Regions from separate parts of the Arachis hypogaea genome. Here region 2 is linked to region 1. A link is a contact called in public Hi-C data. All regions are on one chromosome and are shown on one strand. The core of a region is the stretch at or near the end of the contact, and the rest is flanking DNA. Distances in the headings are between cores, read along the strand shown.

Evidence for each region. A called contact is a pair of places that touch in the nucleus more often than the background predicts.
Region 2: a contact with region 1 is called in a Hi-C map of an unstated tissue, with 7 times the contacts expected there. The contact joins the promoter of LOC112751188 here to the enhancer-like site in region 1. A contact is called at or near these places in 3 of 8 Hi-C or Micro-C datasets (leaf and an unstated tissue).

Annotation. Positions count from the first base shown.
Region 1 is chr15:147,656,917-147,662,458 of arahy.Tifrunner.gnm2.J5K5, forward strand. No RefSeq gene overlaps it. Among protein-coding and RNA genes, the nearest start is that of LOC112749211, 14 kb to the left of the region's middle. Within about 2 kb of position 4,210, at least 3 of the 3 cell types and tissues checked have open chromatin away from gene starts, as enhancers often do.
Region 2 is chr15:147,716,385-147,721,493 of arahy.Tifrunner.gnm2.J5K5, forward strand. LOC112751188 (aldehyde dehydrogenase family 2 member C4) reads left to right here and starts at 2,432. Exons shown (of 9, transcript XM_025800248.3): 1 at 2,432-2,666; 2 at 3,805-3,947; 3 at 4,627-5,010. The coding sequence starts at 2,549.

The sequences.
Region 1 (5,542 bases), core at 2,960-5,459:
GGACTAAAAATTAATAAAAAAAGAGAACAATAAATAATAAGATCAAATACTAGACACTATCCAATTTTTTTTTTTCACTCAACTACTCTCGGTCTCGGTAATAGTATATATGAAAATGAAGTAATGAATTACGTGCAATTGGACGTAAAGTCCAAGAGCTATGTATAGCAAAAATTAACTTTGACCCAAGATATTAGGCAGTAAAGAAGGATCAGTGCAGGATGTTAGACCTCATCACAAGCTGCCATTTACTATTGGTATAAATATATTTTAGGGTATAGTATATTTTTATCTTATATTATTTTAAAATAATTAAAAATAATTCAAACGATTAACTATATTAATTTTATTTTAAATATTAGAAATAAATTTTGATTTTATTTCAACATTTTAACTCTGTTAAATAGACCAATTATTGAAGACAAGAATAATTACAATTTTTTGGGGCAATTTTAAACTATGTTTATCCACAGAAGTTATTGCAAATGAAAGAAAATAAAACTTATTTTAAATATTAAGAGGAAATTGATATTTTTTTTTTCAACTAACACAAGCTAAGAATGAATATTTAATTTATAAATATTGCAAGTAAGCTTAGTTTACTTTAGGTTTGGACAGGGAACACCACTTAGAGCTGAATTTATTGCCCGATTTGTGCATTTAACATGTTTAAAGACCCGGGACAGATTCCTCTATTTGTAAACATTCATGGACTATTTTGTGTAATAAACTAATAACGTTTTTGACTATCTAGCGGATTTAAAGATTGACATAAATATATAGGTTAACTAAATATTATTATATACTCATTTTAACTCAGTTGATTTTACTATCTAAACTAATTAATTACGACCGCACATGTTACAATGGATTTTTAAGGAAAAATGAGAATAGGTATGATGTACTGCAACCCCATTGTTATTAAAGTTTTCCCATGAAAAAGACTAGAAAATAAAGGGAATAGATTCTCTCAAATTTTTTTAGTAATTGAGAGAGTAAATTGTGATTATTTATTATCAATTTTATAAGTGGGACTAAAAATAAATATGAGAAAAAAAATAATAATAAAAAATTAGAGATTATACTTTATACTATTAATTTTTTTTAATAATTAAAAGGATCTATTTTTAAAAATAAAAGATACTGAGTGTACATAATTAAATTCTTTGTTAAAATATATAGATCTGCTTTAAGAGTTGGATTTAATAGTTAATATAAAAAAATTTTAAGTATACAAAAAATATCGATATTCTAATTATTTTAACCGTTAATTTTAATTAATATATATTATATATTTTTTATAATTTAAATTCACGTTAAAATAATTGAAATACCGATATTTTTGTACGCTTGAAACTCTTCCGTCAATATAATATGGCTGCTATAGATTTCATCTTTGTTTAGTCCAATAATAAGAGCCCAATGAATATAATACTCATTCTGTTTTAAAACAATTGTTGTTTTGATTTTTTTGGTTACATTTCCTATATATATAGTAATTTAATTGACAACTACATTGCATAATTTCAAACATCCCTGTGGAATTAGATTCTGAAATGATTCTGGGCTACAAAGCATGCCCAACTCCCCAGGCTTAGTAAAGCTTCGATTACAAATGAGATGCACGTTTATAGGCTAATTATTGATCTGTCAAATAATATGAATAACTGAAATTAAAGTAAAAAGTGTAATGTACATACAAAAATTAATTATCAAATAAATCTATTATCTTACAATTTTTTAATAAATATTTATTTTATATTTTATTATGTATTCTACTATTTGAATGACTAATTTGATAATTAATTTTTAATATACACATAATATAATTGTATTAACAATAAAGAAGGTGAATTATTGAAAATGAAATATATATTTTTGAAGGCCGCTGACTATATATTATATATGCCATTTATCTTAACAAAAATGTCAAAAATAATTTTTTGTAAAAATATTTTTTTAACCACATTTTAAAAGCGTGAATTATTAAAAAAAAATAATTCAAAGAGAATAACTATTACTTTTAGATAAAGGTGACGCTTTTATAATAAAAACTTTATAAACTACTATTCAATTATGAAAAGAAATCATTTTCATTGAAGATAATTATAGAACCTTCACTAGAATATGCACCATTACATAGACATCTGCGTGCCACACATACTTTCTCAGCCGCCACACAAAAACAACACCATGTGACCATGTCTAGTATTTTGGTTTTTGGAGAAGGGTAACTATTTTGGCACTATAAAATTTTGGTTTTGACAAAATGACTTTAAATTAAAGAAATGAATATGTGATCTTTGAAACATTTTTTTTTTTGACAAAATTCATGAGTCATTATTTGTAGATCACCAACTAAAATTCCTATTGGACCTCAAATAAGCAAATTCTAATCTCTAATACAACATTTAAACTCCCGAATTTGCATGGTTATGAAAATTAAAATAAATTGGCCGGTTCGACTAAGTTAACTAAAAATCGGTTTTTCAACTAATTAGATTCATATAAAAAATTGTATAGCAAAAACCAATAAAAAAATTACTCGAATCGACAGTTAATCGGTGAATCGTATAAATTGGTCCAATTTTTTTAGGAGTTCTAATTTTTTTAGATTGCTATTACAGACTCGACTTAAAGTTGGGGAGAGAGAATTTAATTTGTGAGTTATTCCCTTCTCTAGTAATGCCATCAAAGATAAACACAAATTAAACAAAACGCACGTCACATTAAAATGATCTACAAAATTAACGACCAAAACATAAACAGACCTTTAAACAAATAAATAATAAGTAAAATTACATGACAAAAACATGAATAAGTATCTTTATGTCTCTTGTTGAGCATTTTAAATATTGTGTTTGTCATGTTTTGATTTTTTTCCAAATGATTTCATTATGCTAACCACTTATATCATTATAATTTCACAATTTTACCTCATTTATTCCACCTTCATTACCATGCACTTATATTTATGTGATCCACTTTACCTAATAGTTATTGTTTGTCATAGCCACACTCCTATTCTTTTCTTGCCTTAAAATCACGAGTATTTCTATACTTGACTCCAATATTTTGTACTAAATGCTTTATTCTATGAGGTTTATTTTTTAGATTCCATTGCTTCTAAGACGTACTTTTCTTTTTATTTAGCCACTTTACTATATTCTTGTTGTCAATAAAAATCACAAAATAGAATCTCTCTTTTTTGACAACTCAATATCCCTAAATTTGTATGAATTAGTTATTATTATTATTATTATTATTATTATTATTATTATTATTATTATTAAGAAAAAAAAATCAGTTGCATGTCATCTGATGTTGCTAATAGTCATCCGGCAAATTTTTTAAAGCAACTAAGGTATATTCAAAATCTGAGTAAAATGTAATTTGTGTTGTTTTTAGTTGTATATAATTTGAAATACTTAATGGTGATTATGATCTGTTATGAATAGTATCTTTTATTTTATTATGTTAAAACTTATTATGTATTTATTATTTATGTACATTTTGATTTTCTTTAATTATAAATTTTAATATTTTAAATTTATTTATGATTTTTTAATGATAAATTATAAATAAATTATTAAGTAAAATTATAAAATTTTAAATTTTATTAGTCTTAAAATTATTAAATTTAAATATTTAAAATTATATAATAAATTTTTAATTATTTTATTTTATATTTAATTAAATCCGTCAACTACGCTTTAACTCTGTTTCAACTATTGAACCAATCACTTTTTCGTTCAACCTTGCAAATTTGTGCATCCTTAAGTCTCAACCTTACACCAAACGCTCACAATTTTGTATATTCGTGATATAAAAATATTGGGTTATGATGAGAAAGAGTTGGTGAATTTTGTCATAAGATTTTCATTTTTCTGTGGCCATGGATTTTTTTTTTCCTTCGAAGAGCCATTTTGTCAAATTTGAATTTTTTTTTATAGCTGAAATTGCCATCTGCTCTTATATGCTTTTTTTTTTATTATTTTGTGACTTACGTTATATGCATTTGTTACCCTTCTGCTAATTTTTAACTTTTTATTCGATAACTCATTTAGCAAGTTGAGTTTCTGGTCTACATGAGTATGATAATTTTTGTCAGTGATTCTTTTGGTCGGACTTTCTTTCTTGGACAGATGGTCGGATGTTTTTAGATCTGAAATAAGTTTATAACTGGGCAGACTGCTGGGCCTGTTAAGCAACAAGGCCCAAAATGGATGGGTCGGCCTAAATTTATATTGGGCCACAGTTTCCCATTTTTTTGTATAGTATTGTAATTTTAAACGTTTGAAATATATTTATCTAGAAAAATAAATGACTATAAGATAAATTCTAAGCCCAACAAAAAAACCAATAGAAAACAAAGAAAATATTGGTATATGATTGAAGAAAATATATTCTATTAGTGTGGAGAATTTGTTACGGAAATATTTAGATGCTGCTTATATAGACTAATTTGAAGACGCAGCAACATATAATTTTGTATTAGAATGGATCTTTTGTTTCACTCAGAAATCACATTAACTCCTATCTATTTGGTAAAATTTCATTTTATTTGATATCTGATAGAATATGAGAGTTTGTGTGTGAAGTTTCAAAGAAAGGAATAAAATAGAGAGAATAGCTGGTGTATGAGTGAATTAAGAGAAATGTGGACTTGATTATTGATCATCCTATTGTGTATATAAGCGGCTATATATAAAATGCAGATCTTAACCAAAATGATTAGTTTTGTCATGTAAAATTGGATTTGCAGCTAGTAAGACTACACTTATATCGTCATTTAAGTCTGACCCCAATCAAAATCTGAAGATGCAAAAATGGTGCTTGGATCAAGGGTGGCTGCATGGAAAAGAATGTTGTTTAGCTAATTTATGAGAGATTGGATAGCATTGAGATCATTGACAGTTATCAATGTATTATCAACATACAAAAGAATGTACAGTTTTAAATTACCATCATTTTCAATAAACAACAAATGATCTGACCTCCTTCTCTATGTTTTTTATGCGAATATTACATGCATTAATTCATTTATAATATTTAATTCCTCGTATTTGTATCTTTTTTTAAAAAAATATTTTACAATATTTTTTTATAATATTTAGATAGAAAAAATACTACACGTATAAATTTTTTTATGAATTAAGTCTATCTAAGTTAGATAATAAAATTTAGGAGGTGAATGAATAAGTAAAAATGATAAAAATAATTTTTGTTGATGTTAAACTAACTTGATTGACAAAAAAATTTGTACCTGTAACATTACTCATTTAGGTTGTATTGTAGTTTGATTCCAAATTTATTTTTAATAACAATGTAACTTTTTTAAAAAGAATAAATACTGATTAAAATTTATCTATTTTCGTATGAAAATAACCGTCAAATATTTTGTGTTTTGTTTGTCTTTTTTATTGAGATCAATATTTTGAAATTGAAAGAATTGATTCATCTATCTATCTTATGAATAATGGTTAATTCTCTCACCGGTGAGTGGTGTTGCAGTCGTCAATGAAAAAGGAGAGTTGACAAC
Region 2 (5,109 bases), core at 1,182-3,681, 58 kb after region 1:
TAAAATATTAAATCAACATCACTTGTTAAAGTAAAAAAAAAATATATATTCACATTTGATTTTTAAAAAGGTAAAACATTTATTAAAAGTACTGAACAAATAGAAAACAATACCAATTCTCAAAATTCAATAATGCCACAAAAAATGTCTTAATCTATAACTCATTTATATTAAAAAGAAAAAACAATTATTTGTACTTATAAACTTTACAAACGTTAATAAAAGTACCAGTCAAAGAAAAAAATTAATATTGTACCCGTTAAAGATAGATTCCGTACGATAAAAATATCTAAACTTAAATTTTTGTTAACTTTTTAATAAAATTTTCAAATAACTTCCACTCTTTATCTTTAACATCAACTTTATTACCATCTCTTCTTCCCCAAATCTCAAATTTTTACATTTTTCTATTACTACCACCTTAACCACCTTCTCTATCTTTGCTACTCTACTACCACCACCACGACCGTCATCATCTTTTCACATCGGTGATGACGAAGGCGATGACAAGCCTCTAGAAAATCTGTCTATTCCCAAGCAATACTATCACCTCTGACGGCACCCACTCTAAGCCCTGCGGCGGCTCCAGCGCTGCCTTAAATCCACGTATAGATTGCCTTTACCTCAGTACGATAGCGAGTTCAGATCTACCGGATTCAAGCTCCAACAACACAACTGGAATCTGGATGGTGCTGCCTTATCAGAAACTAAGTGACTCGTCGGAACTGAAATCATTGTCTCCCCTATCCACCATAAGTTTTGGCCATGACAGTAATCATCATATTCATAACCTGTGGAATAAAAAGAAATTATGTGTGGATGAAATAATAAGCAAGAAAGCATGGAATAAATAAAAAAGAAGAGTACTTATGGATTGCTTGAAACTTGTTGTGAGAAGTTCAGTTATTGTAGATGTTGGTGTTATTAGCAGGTGGAACAACCCACCCTTTAAAGCCACCCACTTCGAACTAAAAAAAACCACAAACTCAGATGCAGAAGTTTGACTTCAAGAATACCATCTCATTCTAGTTTTTGTTTTCCTCCCAGTTCTGAAAGCACCAAATTCTGGCCACCACCGCATCAGAACTCAGTTTCTGAGCTGCAATTGCCGTCTACTTTCTGTTCTTCATCTTCTTCTTCTAAGATTATAGACGAGTTGAGAATAAAGGTGGTTAGGAGAGTGGTAATAAAAAGATATGAAAGTTTAAGATTTGGGAAAGAAGAGATGGTGATAAAGTTAATGTTAAAGATAACAGGTAAAAATAATTTAAAAATTTATTAAAAAGTCAACAAAAAATTAAAGTTTTAGTACTTTATCGTACGAAACCCATTTTTAATGGATACAACGTTAGTTTTTTTTAACCGATATTTTTGTTCGTGTTTATAAAATTTATGGGTACAATTTTTTTTTTAAAATTATATTAAACCAAAAATATGTAATCTTGTGAGTGTTTTCTGTCGAAAATAAATTGATACAATATATATCAATATAATTTTTTTTGACACAGTTATCTAATGATATGTATTACTACGAGATGGTAACAAAACATTGACTAATATGAATTACAGGCTAATTAATCGATTCTACCTAAATTAAACATTATATCATATAGGAATCCTTTTATATGGAAAAGAAATTATGGCTTGGATATAGTTTTGACTAATAGATTTTTGTACTATACATTAATATGACAATCGATTCTCTTTATTTTTTTTCTTAATTGATATTATAAAATGAGATTTTTTTTTTATTATATACTCTTTAAGTGAGATAAAAAAATATCTAAAAAAATATTATATAATAAAATATCATATTTGGTAACATAATTTGAAATAATGTTGAAAATATCCATTTTCCTTTAATTATAAGTGTTACTTGTGATAACAATCATGCAACTATGATTTAATTTGATCGAAAATATTTAATAATAAAAAAATCAGACAAAAATAATTAGAATTTGTCTTATTTAATATTTATTAATCCTAATAATAATTAATATATAAATGTTAAATAAGATAAATTTAAACAAAATTTTTTTATTTTTCTAGTATTATCATAATCTAATCAACAAAACACTTTTATTTATATGTTAATATCACTGAATAGTGTGCCAGAGTTAACATATTTTTCAGGTGATAATAATTTTATTTTATGAATTAGTTTATATTTTATTTATAGAAAAAATCTAAAATGTATTGGCTTGATGAATATTATAAAAATATTTTATCAATAATATATAGAACTTTAATTAAAATCAAATTTATTAATTATTATTTGTTATTAGTCATTTAATTTGTTGAACTTTCAAGATATGGAATTTTACAAGTGACAAAAAAGGTCAAAATGAAATCATTTTTATAAATGAAGGGAAATTACAAAATTGTCCTAGACTCCTAGTTATAACTTTATTTGTTTATATCTAGTTAATTAGAATGCTTGTGTCACATATACAAGAAATAAGTGACCAGCATGTAGTGTATAAATATATATTCCCTCTCCACACCGAAGCCAAGCATACTCCCTCATACTTGGCTTGATTCGAGAGAGATGGCAAATCTCAGCAATGGCAATGATGATAGCAATAATAATGGTTCTTTTCTCAAGATTCCAAAGATAAAGTTTACAAAGCTCTTCATCAATGGAGAATTCGTGGATTCAGTTTCAGGTTCTAATTAATTAATTATTCTTCTTCTCTCTTCATTTTCTTAATTACCTCTATTCTTTCCCCTAATAATTCATATATATTGGTCTCTATGTATCGTTTTAATTTCCAGTTAGTACAGAACCCAATTGTAATTTAATAAGAATTGCGTACCTGGCATAGAAAAATATCCTTAATTAGCTTGGTTTGAGAAATGGGATAGTTTCATTCTTCAGTTGAGGACATCGATCATCATGGAAGAGTTGAACTGAACTTGATGATCATATTGATGGAAGGAGTGGTTGGTTGGCTTAATAATAACATTATATTAGTTTTAATATTATTTTATTGCTAAGATATTTTAAACTAGTTTCTTAGTGGTAAGAGATTTAAACTCTGACGAACGTGCATCCCCAAGTCTCATTTTACAATTTCATTTTATTTGCTAATATTTATAAAAAAATAATAATATATATTCCATTAATTTACAAATATATAATTAACACATTTATTTTATGATGATATATACCAACAATAATCACCGAGTTCATTTGGCTGGCCAGAGGTGTGCACATGTAATAGGATACCAGTGATGTCAACTCAAAATATTAAAAAAATAAAAAAGATAAAAGTTTATGAAAAGGTTCAATGAAGGTGAATTATCAAGGTTGTATTTTAGCAACATTGCACATAGCACATAGTATAGATTCGAATCAGCAGGAGAATATATAAGAGAAATAGCAGCTTAATTTGACCTCATTTTGCTGTTTAATTAATAATTAGTGAAGGCGTATGATTATACTTTCTCAATTTTCAAATAAATAAATGTCTATTTTTAAATTTATATTCTGATTAAAAACATTTAAATATATTAAAATTAAAATTAAAAAATATTCTTGATAGCAATAATTACTCTCTTTAATTCTCTTTTATCTATTTATTTAGGGGTATGGCTAAAAAAATAGTAATAATATTAATGTGTTAGGTTAGGTGGACAATTGTTTAATTTTTTTCTTTTAAATAAACACTTATTTGAGAACAAAGAGAGTATGTATCTATGTGGCATGATTTTTTTTTTTTTTTAGGTTTTCGTTTTTTTAAATTAAAAAAAATGTTAAAACAGTTGAATTAACTTGATAATAACCTTTTTTCTATTAAAAAGGAAAAAGGTTTGAGACAGTAGATCCAAGAACAGAAGAAGTGATTACAGAAATAGCAGAGGCTACAAAAGAAGATATTGATATTGCTGTGAAGGCAGCACGTCAAGCTTTTGATTCTGGTCCATGGCCACGCATGCCTGGTGCTGTATGTATCCTTCACATCTTCACCTAACTTTTATTTCTATTATTATTATTATTATTATAATAATAACTCATAATGTGGCCTTACAATAATTTTCTAAGTTTCAGTCAATGGCTCATTAATATCAAATTAGCATAATTAGAGAATTTTCCATGTGGGAAACTAAACACGCAACCTTAATAAAAAAGCATAAGTCATATAGTCCAAATTTCGTTGTTTAAATGTATATATCAATCGCTGCTGGTGAGGACAAAATTGTCATTTGCAACAATATCATAATTTGAATCTACATTGATGTTTTGGAAAATATTTTTAAAAATAGCTAAGCTTATTATTAGAAATATAATTGGGTTGGTTAAACAAAGATATCAATTATTAATTAGTTGGAATTAATTTGGATTGATCTACTAACTAGTTTACTAGTCTGTTTAAGTAAGTATTGGGATTTAAATTTGACATTGAACATATAATAATTTATTGATCAGCGACAAACTTTTAAATAGAGTTCAGATGCATGACGAATTAGTTTTTGATTTGTCGAAATAGAAAATAATGTGAAAAACAAAAGCAAAATATTAATTAGTTGGTTGAAATTACTTGTCTTTTTAATGAATTTGAAGATTTATAAAAAGAAAAAAAGGTAAAGAAGATATATTAATTTGGGTATGGAATTATGGAACAGGAGAGAGCAAAGATTATGCTAAAATGGGCAGAGCTAATTGAAGAGAACATTGAAGAGATAGCAGCATTGGACACGATTGATGGAGGGAAGCTATATAGTTGGTGTAAGGCTGTGGATGTTCCGGAAGCATCAAATTTACTGCGTTACTATGCTGGTGCTGCTGATAAAATCCATGGAGAAGTGTTCAAAACTTCTAGGAACCTTCATTTGTATTCTCTTATGGAACCTGTTGGTGTTGTGGGACACATTATCCCTTGGAATTTTCCTACTGTCATGTTCTTCACCAAGGCTAGCCCTGCCTTAGCCGCCGGCTGCACCATGATCCTCAAGCCGGCCGAGCATACGCCTCTCTCGGCTCTCTTTTATGCTCATCTTGCTAAGCTGGTAAGCATAACAAGCAAGTTTATGCTATGTTTATGTTTGTTTTAGTATATTTATGGAATCATGACTTGATCAAACATGTTTCATTTTAATATTTAAAAT